Linked DNA regions of Rattus norvegicus: all the other regions are linked to region 1. A link is a contact called in public Hi-C data. All regions are on one chromosome and are shown on one strand. The core of a region is the stretch at or near the end of the contact, and the rest is flanking DNA. Distances in the headings are between cores, read along the strand shown.

The links. Hi-C and Micro-C count contacts between places; a contact is called where the count stands out from the background.
Region 2: a Hi-C map of the A7r5 cell line shows a contact between it and region 1, with 11 times the contacts expected there. The contact joins the promoter of Bloc1s4 here to the promoter of Grpel1 in region 1. A contact is called at or near these places in 11 of 12 Hi-C or Micro-C datasets (the A7r5 cell line, Schwann cells, frontal cortex and 6 more) and 1 of 1 datasets of contacts at active chromatin or transcription factors (oligodendrocytes).
Region 3: a contact with region 1 is called in a Hi-C map of Schwann cells, with 2.4 times the contacts expected there. The contact joins the promoter of Kiaa0232 here to the promoter of Grpel1 in region 1. A contact is called at or near these places in 2 of 12 Hi-C or Micro-C datasets (Schwann cells and frontal cortex).

What each region holds. Positions count from the first base shown.
Region 1 is chr14:78,520,134-78,524,792 of GRCr8, reverse strand. It overlaps Grpel1 (GrpE-like 1, mitochondrial), which reads left to right and starts at 1,925. Exons shown (of 4, transcript NM_024487.4): 1 at 1,925-1,999. The coding sequence starts at 1,938. It also overlaps a transcript of Tada2b not described here.
Region 2 is chr14:78,265,516-78,270,174 of GRCr8, reverse strand. It overlaps Bloc1s4 (biogenesis of lysosomal organelles complex 1 subunit 4), which reads right to left and starts at 2,440. Exons shown (of 1, transcript NM_001100766.1): 1 at 1,140-2,440. The coding sequence starts at 2,416. The coding sequence ends at 1,769.
Region 3 is chr14:78,316,762-78,321,420 of GRCr8, reverse strand. It overlaps Kiaa0232 (KIAA0232 homolog), which reads right to left and starts at 2,236. Exons shown (of 9, transcript NM_001109388.1): 1 at 2,138-2,236.

The DNA of each region.
Region 1 (4,659 bases), core at 676-3,175:
CTGCTACTACCAGGGAAAGCCACAGGAGGTTTAAGTCTTATCCCAGAAAGCTTCAAAGGAAATTGTACAAGCCCCATGGTATTCATCCGCCGGCTTCAGCACTGTCAACACTTTTCCACAGTCTTACAAGAAACCTCACCTTTTAAAACTAGAGTACTTTTTTTCCTTTTTTTTTTTTCCAGAGCTGGGGAACGAACCCAGGGCCTTGCGCTTGCTAGGCAAGCGCTCTACCACTGAGCTAAATCCCCAACCCCAAAACTAGAGTACTTTTAAAGCCATTCCCAAACAACATGACAATTTACCATAAATATGCCCATTCACAGCCCTGCCCATTGGCCCGTATCATTCCCTAACAAAAGGGCCAGTGGCACCGCACTATCATCTGATACCCGTCACACTCAATTTCCCTTTTCACAGTTGGTCTGTTCCATCACCACCGAGTGCCATAGACTCAATCCAATTATGCCTTTTCATTTCGTTAGTGCTCTAACGGTATCCCCTCTCCCCCTACTCGACCCCAGCCCTAATGAATTAACAAATCAGGCCACTTGTCCTACAACACACCAATGAACCAGGATTCCTGGAAACTGCAGCAAAGGCTGAATAAAGAATTAAAACCTCTATGACTGTGGAGAGGCTGAATCGTTGCAGGTGCAGGGCCTAATTGCAATTTATCTTGGGCTATCTTTAGTCCATTAAATAGATTCTTTGCCCCACTCTGTGTCAGACCTAACGTCAAGATAAACAGATTAAAATCTTGGTGACGCGTAGTAACAAAACCCTTATTCCCCACCAATCAAAGGGCGAAGAATGAGGCCTGCAGCTGAGGTTCCGGTTTGCTGTAATCACCTACCGAACATTTCCACTAATACATTTTTCGACTTGAATTGTGGCTTTCTTTGTTCTGCTACTATGCAAACGTCCTGAAACTGTTTTCCCATTGGAACGTAGGATTTGGGGTGTCCTAAAACTGTTTCTGCACTCATTATTGGCTCCAGAATTAACTTATTCCCCATGAGGTGAGTGCTGTGCTTTTGGGTGGACATGTTCCCCAGGCCACCGACAAAAAGCAGCATGTGTTGAGGAAATGGTTTTAATAAAAGCGAAGTTAAATAATAGACTTTTTGGTCCTTTTGAGGGCACTCGCAAACTGTAGTCCACAGACGAAGCGTGGAATTCCGTCTCGGAATTTGAAGGAGCGGGGAGAGGAAGGAAGCAGTTGCATATACAAGAAAGCATCCTCAGACATCTCTCAGCTTTGCGACCTCCCCCATAGTACTGACCAAACATCTGCACCAAATCCTCGAAGCTCTCCTGCACACACTGCTGTTAGTTCATTTTCTTATGTTGCATTCTGAGCAAACTGGAGGTGGCAGAAAGCACAAAACTAAGTCATGCTCATCGGGCGGTCCACAGGCAGCCTGCTGACATAGCGTGCTTGCGGCAGACGTAGTAGAGATGGGGTCCGTCCCTTCCCGGGACGCCACCCCCCACCCCCCCCCAAAAAAAAACGTTGGCAGAATGTAGCCGGAGCCTAGAGCGAACACCAGTCAACTGGCATGCGTTCCACGGTCCCCAGCCCAGCGCTCGCCGCCTCCCGCCCCGCCCCGCCCCGCCCCGGCGCTCTTCCTCTTCATTGGCTATCTCCGGGCGCGCCCACGCCCACAGAAGCTCCGTTTCCCTCCACCCCCTCCACCCCTCCCGCTTCACCTTTCACCTCCTCACCTTCCGGGACTCCCAGAAGCCTCAGTCCCCGCCCACCAGAGAAGGGGGAACCGGTACTCTGTCATGACTCGCAATTATTGGTGGAAATTATCTGTCCATCAGAACAACGGCGATCACGGATTAGCTAAACAACAGCAGTAGGTGGGGAAGCCGGTGTAGGGGCTTTCGCGCATGCGCAGTGTGAGTGCAGTGACGCGACCCCGGGGGTAGTCATGGCGGCTCGGTGCGTGAGGCTGGCGCGGCGCAGCCTCCCGGCTTTGGCGCTGTCGTTCAGGTAAGAGAGCACTGCTCCTCCGCGTCGGCCCCACTCTTGGCCCAGAGCTCTGGCGAGGACATTAGCAGCAGGTCTGGTCCCCGCATCGGTGCCCGTGCGCCCTGAAGTCTCATCCTCACAGTCGGATCCCCGTGCCTGGCCTCAACGCGCGGGTGTCCCGGTGTTTGCTGTGCGGCGCTGCACGAACTGGGCCCGAGGGCCGAGGAGTGGGGCCGCTGGGGCGTAAATGTGGGGATCTGGGTGATGCGTCAGGTGGAAGGCTCCGCCATTTGCTTGTCAGGCGACACACGGTACTCTCACCGGCATAGGGGCACCACCCCTCCTGGAATTGCAAAAGACAACAAGCGGGAGACTTGCCCAAGGTCAGGCAGCCAGGCAGAAGCCCGCCTGCCTAGGGGCTGGGGTTACTGATCCCTAATCCAAACCAGAATGTGTGCTGCCTGGTTATTGGCTTTTCCCACTGTCCCTCACATTTTGTCCTCCGCGGAATGTGAAGTCCAAGGAGCAACAAAGACAGTGTGCGCAGTTTAATTAGATAAATGCCCATTTTTTTGGCAATCTTTACCTTAACTCGTGGCTTCCGGCTTTTGAGTCGCACCTCCAAAGTTAGGCAGTGCTCAGTTTCTTTAGCTTGTTTCTTCCTGGAACCAAGTTTTTGGTTGATTTAAAAAAAATAAAAAGAGCGACTTTGCCCGAATCTTGTGGAAACTGAGCGGAATGGGAGCGGGCCTTTTCATCTAGTGAGAGTTAACATGTGGATGATCTCTTATACGTGACCACAAGATGAAAACAGGCTTACATTGTGCAAAGAGCTGGGAGCTAAGCAGTGAGCAGTCTGGAGTATTCCCGTGGAAGCATTTCTTACTTGTGGTGCTTAGAGTTGACAGGAAGGATTCCCATCCGGTCCCATCCCCCAGCTTGGTTTATGTCTGTCTCTTAAATTGTGGTTTTGAAGAAAGGTGCTCTAGTAGGAAGGACAGCCGTATAGCTGCTAGTCATAACTCCACAATATCCCTAAGCTTGGCTTCCCTCTTCCCTGAGGGACCTAGTCCTAGTTCCTTACATGAAAGTATCTGTACAGCAAAACTCTTGCTGAAAGGCTGATTGTCACTCCCAGGGGTGGAGATAATTCATACTGTAGGCAGGCTTCACATGTGTATGGGTGTTTTGCCTGAACATAGGTCCATGCACCATGTGTGTGCCTAGTGCCTTCAGAGGTCAGAAGAGTTACAATTAGCTGGTTGTTACCTGGGAATCAAAGTTAGGTCCTCTACAAGAATAACAAATGCTCTCCACCACTGAGCCAACTCCCCAGCCCAGATTCTTAGCTTTTTTAAAAGCATGACAGAATAAAAAATAAAATTAAGAGGTCACTGCTGGGGCCAGGGGTTGGGGGGGTCGGTAGTTAAACACTGGCTGCTTTTGTGGAGGACCTACCTGGGTTTAATTCCCAGCATCCACAGTGGGTCAGAGCCGCCTGTAACTCCAGCTCCAGGAGATCCCATACCTCCTGGCTGCCTCTTCAGGTTCATGTCGAGGATTCATTAGACTTCTCTTTGCCTTTCCTCTGCACAACGCTCATACTCCCACTTCCACCCCTCTGTCCAAGTGATTCCCAGTTCCTGAAATGCACCGCTTACCCACCCTACCCTGTAACTCACCTGGGCCTGCTTTGGATCTGTGCAGAAGAGCGCACTGCAATCCCAGGACTCAGCACCTGGGAGACTGAGGTTAGAAGATTGCAAATTTATTGCCAGACTCAATCTCGGAGTAAACAAATGCATCAGAAAGAAAAACAGGGGCTGGAGAGAAGTCTCAGTGGCTGAGAGTGCTTGCTATTCTTGTAGAGGACTCAAGTTTAGTTCCTAGCACCCACACTTAGACAGAGCACAACTGCCTGCAATTCCAGCTCCAAAGTATCCAGTGGTTTTGGCTTTCATAGGTACCCAAACTCACGTGGCATACACTTACACAGATATACACATACAAAGGCACACATGGACAGACAGACAAACAAGCACATAATAAATATAATAGCAACACATTTTTTTCTTTTTGTTAAATCAGCTTGCGGTCCACACCTTTAACTGAGGCAGAGGCAGTCAGAGCCCTATTGAGTTTGGGGCCAACCTGTTCTACATATCAAATTCCAAGCCAGCCAGGGCCCTGGCTCAGAAAAGAAAAACAAGTGTCCTGGATTTCCCTGCAGCCATAGGTGACTGTGTTTTGGGTGTTTACTTTTTCTGTCTGATGACAAGATTTCTGCTTAGGCCACTGTCATCAGCAGCATGTGCAGTGGGCCTTGTTCTATGAAGGAGTCTGAGTGTTTGGACTCTAGGAGACACCTTAGAACACGATAGATAAGGAACACAGCTAGGCCAAGCGTGGATTACAGATTGTTCATAGTCACATGTCACTTAATGACAGGGCTGCTTTCTGTGAATTGTCTTTTTGTCAGTTGATCCTGTTAGCTGGTGGGTATCAGAGTGCATTAATACCACCTGATGGGACAGCTAGAGCCACCTATGCCATATACTGTTAATTAAAGACTCTTAGGATAGTGGCAGAAGTAGGAGATGGTTCTGTGGTTGAGTCTTTGCTTCTTTTCTGTAGGACCCAAGCTCATATTGGACAGTTTACAACCACCTGTAATTCCAGCT
Region 2 (4,659 bases), core at 1,191-3,690, 260 kb after region 1:
GGCAGAGGCAGGAGGGTCTCTGAGTTCGAGGCCAGCCTGGTTGACAGTACCAGTTCCAGGAGGACATCCAAGGCTACACAGAGAAACCCTGTCTTGAAAACCGAAACCAAAATGAAGTGGGGAAGAACCATGCTCTTAAGTGCTAAGCAACTCCTTACGTAAGCAATCTTTTTTGGTGTTGAGACAGGGCGCTACTCTTGTACAGGCTGGCCTGAAACTCTATTCTCACACTCACTGACTGTCATAAAATGTATTAATAATTTCTTTTTTTTTTTTTTGGTTCTTTTTTTCGGAGCTGGGGACCAAACCCAGGGCCTTGCGCTTCCTCAGTAAGCGCTCTACCACTGAGCTAAATCCCCAGCCCCATATTAATAATTTCTAATAGCACCCACTATATTCTGAACAGTAAATGTGGGTCACTTGTCCCTTCAGCTTTTAAACTTAGCTGTTTCTTGAACTACAAACCAAATGAAAAAATGCCACCATACAAACACAGAAAGTCCACAAAAAGCCAAAGAGATTATATTACCACCTTTATCTGTCTGTCTGTCTATCTATCTATCTATCTATCTATCTGAGGGTTGCAACCCTGGCTGTCCTGGAATATGTAGACCAGGTTGGCCTCAAACTAAGAGATCCACCTGCCTTTGCCTGAGTATTGGGATTAAAGGCATGTACCATGATACCTGGCTAAGTCATTTACTTCCTAATATATGGTCTTCTTAGCTAGCTCCCCAAGCTGACCTGGAACACACTCTATAGCCTGCCTCTGACTGAATGCTAGGATTGCAAATGTGTGCTACCACACCTGGCTCCATTACTGATTTTACCCTGACAGACAGCAACAGACTTAGCTGAGTACCTTACTTGGGGCTACTACCTGGGAGAACGAACTTAGGGAATAGGAGTTTGTTGTTCAAACATTCTGTGTGCCCGGAAGTTAAAGAACAAAACCCTCCTACTGCTCCAAAAGACTCAGCGGGGAAGAATCGCAGAACTGTGAAAACAGCATCGAGGTTGGCTTTTCACCCAAACCTTCAGAAGAAGGAAGTTGCCTTTTCTTACTCGACTATTAAAACCATGAATGACAAGTTCATTTCTAAACAAACTACGGTAAATAATTTCCAGAAGGAAATATCTGCCAAAGAAATTTAACATTTTAATGAATGTGTTATAGACCACTGACAACCATACATTAATATGCTTGCTTTGATAAACTAAGTCTGAGTCATACTGTCAAATACAACTTCAGAACTCTCTGCACAAAACGCCCAGTTTGCTATCTTGTTTCCGTTGGTTTACAACGCGGGTCCTTCCTCCATGGCCCGCCTGGCCGCTTCCGGTGCTAAGCGATTGCGTTTCCACGCTATGGAAAACTGAACATAATATTGAATCTGCCATCTTTCCCAGAATGCTACAGAAAACTGAACCACTGTTACGATTTAAGAATACAGCTTTAATTTCTTGGTCACTTTTGATCATATAAATATATAAATCTTAACAAGGTAACACTGTTCACTGTAATAAAGGCCATAAAATAACAGCTCTGCCATATTGCACAGATAAATTAATTCAATTGGCTTCCCCAGGCCCCGACCAAAGAGCTTTTGAATCAGCACTGGAAGACATAAGGATCTACACTCTTGACATCGATGTCAAGTCGCTTGCAGAAAATAAACTTTAACATTTCACAAGGCGGTATCATGTATGCCAATTAACAGTCTGGACAAGAGTCTCACTGGAGTCCTCCTGTGGTAGAGCTTCACGCTCAGAGTTGCGGTCTGTCACCGCTGCCAGGGAAGTGATCCTCTGTCCGAAACAGGACTGGCGGCTCGTACACTGCGCGCTGGGGCGCGGTGGGCGCCGACTTAAAGAGAGCGGGAACGCTGATGGTATGCAGCAGCCTCCGAAAGGCTCGGGGGAAGGTCCCCAGTTCGGCTTCGGCCTTGGTGACTTGCTCCTCCATTCTGGCCACGCTACTACCGATCATCCTCACGAAGGCCTCTAGTTTGTCGATTCTGCCGTAGATGCGCCTCATCTCGGCGGCTTTAGCGTGGATCCGAGGCACACCCTCGCTCACCACATGAGACGAGTCTCCGCGAATCATGTCCAGCATGCCCACGAACTCGTCCACCTTGGCGAGCAGGTCCTCCAGGCTGGCGTCCAGCGCCTCCACCTCCGGCCGCGGCCCGGTGGCAGGCAGCAAGCTGGAGGCGTAGCCCAAGGCGGCGCGGCGCAGCAGCGGCAGGTCGCGGCCTGGCGCGTCCTCGGTGCCGTCATCTTCCCAAGGTCCGGACGCGCTGCTGTGGCTCTGCGATACGTGGCCGCTGTCCCCGCTCCACGCGGCGACCAACGGCTCGGCCTCCTCAGTCGAGACCTCTCGAGACAGGGTTCCGATCGCGGGTCCTTCCTCCATGGCCCGCCTGGCCGCTTCCGGTGCTAAGCGATCGCGTTACCTTCCGCGGTCCCTGCTTCCGGCGCCTCCTAAATGCGTCATGCCCCTTACCACCCAGCCAATCCTATTATCCACATGCCCAGAAGAGACCAAAGGGTTGCTGTCTGTGTTCATAGTGTGTGCTGGCAGAGTTTGCACATGTTACTAGTCCAAAGAGGATGACAGATGATTAGATGATTGATAGAAAGATGGGTAGATGACGTCAAGATAGATAATAGATAATAAATAGATTAGACTATTAGTGGCACAAGCCTTTAGTCACAACACTCAAAAGACAGAGGTAGACAAATCTCTTAAGTTCAAGGCCAACCTGGTCAGTTTCAGCCCAGCCGAGGTCGAGTAGTGAGACCCTGTCTTAAAGAAACAAACAAGCAGACAGACAAATCAGTATATGACTGATTGATAGGTAGATCAATGGTAAATTGATAAATGGTAGTGGAAGAGAAATACTCTAAAGCAGAGCTAAGGATGCCCATAGAGACCTTTATGCATTCCCTCATAGCCAGGTTACCTGTTTCTCCACCTGCCCTGTAGTCAGCCAAGGCTAAACCTCCGTAGATGGAAGGATATTCCAAAGACCTGCCTAGGGACTGGGGGACTCCGGGTGTTTGCGCTCCAGAGTGGTACAAAGCACTTCCCGTTTTAATTATTAAAGTAAGCAAAATATGAGGTGATGTTTACAATTAATTTAAGCAAATACGAGTACAGGAAATACACCTGGTGTTATCCTCTTTGGTTTTGTAAAAAGAACAAGAACATTTCTCCTATTCGTCTTTCTCACAGAGACAATGTGGACATGCCCAGACATTGCCTTCATGGCCTTGCTTTCAAGTGTGTTCACTTATCACAGTTTATGTAATTCTTTCTAGAAGGCCACCTTGTGGGAAGACCATTCTACACACTGCTCTGTCCCTAGTTCACAGTGAGTTCACAGCTTTCTTACGGGGTACCCAGCACCACCCAGTAAGCCTCCTACCTGCTTCTTTCCCTTTACCAATGACAGCAAAATAAATTGTAAGCAAAAGCAAGAACAGTGGAATGCAAAAGTCATCCTACTGAGTGGTCATCTTGGCGTCCTCACAAAAGAAATAATCGATAATCCCTCCCAAGCATGGAGTACACCAAGATGCTATCAGGGAAAAAAAAAAAGGAATAAAATTCTTAAAATTCTTAGAAACATCCAAGGTGGCTTCTCCTAGACCCGTACAGTCTGGCAGGTCTCTGGGAAACTTAGGGTCTTATTCTTCAACACTGTCACGTGAAGACAGGCATAAAGTGGAGATGGCCTTGTCTTCATGGGGTTTGTAGTGGATACTTTGTCCAAATGGCCTGAACCCCATTATCAGGAGGCGTAAAGCAGATCCGCAGTATGGAACAGCTGAGAAAGGCTTGGAATTCTTACTATTGACGAACTCACACCCAGGTGGGCACTCACACACGTCCTGCAAAAGACCGGGTGGTGGGGACAGCTGGAGTGTTGTTAGGTGTTAAACGCATCCTCTTCCAGGGTAGAATTCACAAGATCTCTTTCCCCTCTGGGAATTAGGAATTAGAGAAGAAGAAAAACACCTTTGAGCGACACAGCAGAGAAAACTACAAGTTGCTTCAGGCCATCTGGGTCAGCTGACTGGAGCCCATCACTGGGAACCTGAAACACATCAGGGAGGTTCTTGCCACAGAGACAGTGAATGTCAGCCTTTCATAGCCCAAGATTTAAAAAAAAAAAGAAAAAGAAATGTTAACTGCTCTTAAGAAAGCTACTTCCTGGGCTGGAGAAACAGGTTGGCCGTTTCGAGCACTGGCTGCTTTCTTCTGGAATCCTGAGTTCAATTCCCAGAAACCACATGGTGGCTCGCAACCATGGGATCCAATGCCCTCTCCTGGCATGCAAGTGTAAATGCAGTTAGAGTACCCTAGCATGTTTTTTAAAAATGCTGCTTCCCTAATCCAGTGTCCTTGTGTGGCATATTTGCCTTTTAGAAACATCTAGAAAGCCTTAGAAACAGGCTTTCTAGGTTCTCTCTGGCTTATTCTTGCCTATTTCTCTTTGCTACATTCAGGACAAAGGGGTGTCATCACAGAGAATGAACCCTGTGATGTTGCTTAGGATTGAAGGTTCAGTGGTGAGTTTTGGAATTCAATATATGTAAGGAATATAGAACTCTGGGTGCGCATAGAAGCTTATGCATAAACCTACAACTGTC
Region 3 (4,659 bases), core at 987-3,486, 200 kb after region 1:
CCTATCTATCCTGCAAGACAGGTTATCACCATTCTTCCCATTTCACAGATGACAAAACTAGCTCAGAGGCCATTAACTGCTCCAAGTCAAATGATGCAAAACCAGGGGCAAAGCTCAGGCTTGGTGCATTTCCACACAAGAGGAATAGCAAGCCCAACGCCTTTAAAGAGCCCTGGTATAAAACCAGGCACAGAGGAAGCTACATAACAAATGGGAACAAGCGAAAACACCATTAAGTTTCTTTTTTTAACGTTCATAAATTGTATATCAAATACACCAACCATCCTTTAAACAGATTTGCCTTGTTAAATGTTGCCATGTTAAAAATATTTACCCTTCTGTTCAAAGAACAATACACGTATCTCTATGACACTAAGTAAGAACAAAACTCTCCTCTTGATATCTCACTGGCCAAGGCAGCACTTTCTTAGTGAAAATAGGCTCATAAAAAATCTGTTACACTCAACTTGAAGCCCTATTTTACATTTTGAGAATTTAATACTGAGCTTCATCTGGGCTACATCCCGAGCCCTAATTACTTTTTAAATGATTAAACATTTGTGGAATCCCAGCGATGGGGAAGCTGAGACGGGAGGATCCCTGAAGCTTGCTGGCCAGCAAACCTTGCTGAATTGGTGAGCTCCAAGTTCAGTGAGAGACCCTGACTCAAATCCCCGCATTTCAAAGTCAGAGGCAGTCATATCTCTAAAGTTCTTGGCCAGCCAAGTCTAGCCTATCTCAAAAATGACACCTTAGGGCTTGAGAGATGGCTCAGTGATTAAGAGCACTGGACGGTCTTCCACAGGACCCAGGGTTCAATTCCCAGCAATTGCACAGTGGCTCACAACTGTCTGTAACTCCAGTTCCAGGGGATCTGACACCCCTACACAGATATACATGCAGGTAAAATACCAATACACATTAAATAAATATTTTTAAAACAATTCTAAAAAAACACCTGATATTGATCACTGGCCTCCACACATAAATATACATGCACCCAAACACATACATAAATACATACATAATTAAAATTCGATGTTTGGATAAGAGAAGATAGTGGGGAAGTATGATAAAGGTACATTATATAGATATATGAATGAACTTGTGCGAGAACACATTTTAAAAGTACATCATTCGGCAAGAGTAGCAACTAAATATACAATAATAAATATTAACTGCAAGAAGCCTCTGTGGGTATTTCAAATGCACAGTTCCAGAATGGTTTTTGTCGTAAAGATCCTGAGACCTAGTTAAGAATGGTTCAGCCCAAAATATCTGCGGGCGAATATTTGACCTTCAGAATGCAGAGTGACAGATTTTTTTTTTCCCTTTCCTTTAAATCTGAAGCCTCTAAACCCGACAAAGTGTCATGCAACGGGTCCTATACTGTTGGCAGAAATCCTGAGTGGGGTTTTCATTGCACTGTCTTTTCCATGGCATCACCTGTTATCCAAACTGCTCGTCCCCAGCTCCTCAGCAATCCTCTCCTACCGTTTCCTTAGCAAGTCAAGAGCCAGAAATGCAAAATGCATTGTCAGTTACTTGGGCAACGAGGCAAAGTCTACGATGCAGATGAGAACCAAGAACCCTATTTAGTAAATGATTCCAGAGTCGCATGTCCCCTTCCCCAGCTTATCTCCATCTCACTTTTCTTGGTTAAACCTTTAAGGTTTGTCTACAGAAGGGCAAACACTGAAGGGAGGGGTTGCCAGGTTTGGGGGTCTGCTCCCCATTGCTCGTCCTGTCCTCTACGCAGCGCGCTCAGCCCTGGCCAAGCGGTGGACGCCGGGAGCTCCAGGGACACCGGCCGGAAGCCGGGCCGCGAGGGTCCGGGCGGTGGCGCGCGCAGGCCGGCGATTCCAGGGCCTGTCACTTCTGCCCCCGGCCGTCACCTTCTCGGACCCCGCGCCATAGGCCCGCGTGCCCGCCACTCACCGAGCCGCGCCCGCCCCCGACCGCCGAAGGACAAAGCTGAGGGCGCCGGGCGAGGCTCGGCCGCTGTCCTCAGGCCGGGCCGCCTCAGCCCGCCGCGGCCCATTGTGCGCACTCATCGCACGCCGCCCGCGGGGTCCCCGAGTCGGACATCCCTCGGGCCAGCCCCCCGCCGCGGCTCCGCTCCCGGCACCCCGCCTACCTGCCAAGGCTACCGGGTGGGCGCCTCTCCTTGCGCTCCGAGGGCTGCAGGCGGCTGCCGAGCGCCGGGCGGCCCTGGCCTGCGCCTTACGTAAAGCGGCGGCGGCCCCAGCGCCAGGCGGCGGAGGGCGGGAGGCGGCGCGCAGCAGCCGCTCCGCTGCGTTACCTGGCAACGGCCTCAGCGCCCGGCCAGCCAACGCCGGGTTCCGTATCCTTCCGCCCAGGCGCCGGGATTACATCAGCGCGCCGGGGCTCCGCCCTCGTGATGTGGGTGAGGGAGTAGCAGGCACACAGGTCTGGGTTCTGGGGTGCTGAAGATCCTGACACCGCAAGGGCGGCCTGGGGATCTGAGACTTTGAAGCTTCACCAGGTCCTGAGAGAGGGCGCCAGGGTCGGTGACCTCCGCTGGGGCACTCGGGCCGGGCTTTGCCGAACCCTTCCAACATGCACCCCCACGTTACACCTGTCCGCGCCCCCTCTTCCCTCTTCGCCACGTCCTGGGATGGCTGGAGTGGGCGGCTTAACATAAAGACTTCAATTAAAAAAAAAGTGACATGGCTTTTTTATGTTATTATTAAGTAGGCAAAAAATAAAAGACCTTCTGGAAGATTCGGAAGTGGGAGCCAAAAATGTGCACTAACCTTTTAGTCAAAAGCCTCTTCCCACCTACTCACCTTCCCTAAATGTGACTCCTAGGCTCTTCTAGAAAAGCAGATGTAGATGTCAGAAGTACTAGGAAGGAAAAACCTGAAATGTGCCTTTCTATACAAAGGCAAGAACAGGTCCGGAAGGGGAGTGACCTGCATACAGTTCATCAAACTCATTGAGCACCGCCAGGCACCAGGCCCTGCTCTTGGATTCAGAGCCTGAAACTCAGGCTCAGCTCAGGCTTCTGGGAGGAGGGGAGAACTGAAAGTACTTTTCTGCTGAAGTAGGCTGGACTCTGTATGCAAGCCAAGGTCAGGAGCCTAAAAGAACTGTCGTTTCATTGAATCCATACTGTTTCCAAGTGCAAACATCTTTTCACTCTCTCAGAGAAACCCAAGGTAAAGCCTTATTGGCCCATTTCACTGGTAAGAAGAGAGACTCTGAACAGGCTGCTGAATGGATGGCTGCTGGGTGGAGGCAGAATTTGAGCCCAAGGCCCTTGGCTCTGTTGTCTGGAGATCTTTTTCTTCAGCCAATTCTTACCCTTCCTCAGTTTGCTCCCTGTTTTGTTGCCTCGGGGTTCATTTCAGGTGACTCACAAACCACAGTTGTATTTAGTACACATCTTTTGGTTACCTGTGCTAGCGCAGCCAGGAGAACTCCCATAACATGGGAGAGAGTGGAAAATCCAGAGCCATCTGGGAGCAAAGGTGGGGACAAATGGTGTCAGGATCTTCAGGCCCTCAGAAGTCAGGGTTGCACAAACCAGTGAAACGTTTCCCCAAATATGGAGAATTTGCACACTTTTTTTGGGTACGTTCATAACATTACGGTCTCCTAGTCTGTACCTTATGTAAAGGCCTAGTGATAGTAAGAAGTTTCAAAAGGGTAACAAAGTATCGCAAATGTCTAAAAGGAAAGGTACCACAGCCACTTTGTAGCTATACTGTTGACTATTTTCTGTGTGTATGTACTCCTTGACTGGTTGTGGAGGTCCAGAGGGTGACAGCAGTTATCTTCAACCACACTCCATCTTTTTTTTTAGACTTATTAATGTGTACGAATGAATCACAGCTGGAGTGTGGGGGTCAGAGGACAACTCCTATAGTTATGATTTTATTGATCGGAAGCTCCAGAAGGCTGCAGCCTCAGGACCTTTGCACCTGTGGAGCCTTTGCACAGGCTGGCCAGATCTTTGCCTAGCTGGTTCCTTCCCGTTCCAAGGTCAGGTACAGTGTCAGCTATACAGATAGACCTCCCCTGATGCCAATTTATAGCAGTCTACTTCCCGGTCCTGTGTTGATTCTTGCCTCCCAGTTCTTATCAATACTTGAGAGTGTCTTATTGAGACCCTTTTCCAGGAGAGCAGTGTCCTTGTCCATGGGGTTCATTTCTGCAATTTGGTTTTCTATGGCCACCCTGAAAGAGAGCTCACGATCAGCTGTACCCTGAATCCTTCAATTGGCCTCTCTATACACCATCTTCCTTCAAGTTGCTGTACAGATCAGCAGAGGTAAACTCAGGATAACTTCAGCTCTGGGCCATAGCTGTGGCCCCCAGGGAACACAAAGGAGGCCAGAGGACTCTGACTGAAACAGAGTAGCAGAAGAAGAAACAGTGGCAGAGCTCTCCAGTTCCTCATGTTTTGCAAAAAAACAAAACAAAAAAAAAAACCAAAAAAACAGAAAAACACAAAACACAAACTCATCATAGTTTGCTTGCTCTCTCTCATTCTGCATGCTTGTGTGTGTGTGTGTGTGTGTGTGTGTGTGTGTGTGTGAGAGAGAGAGAGAGAGAGAGAGAGAGAGAGAGAGAGAGAGAGAGAGAATGAATTTCAGGGCCAGGCCCACACATACTACTGTATCTGACCCCTGC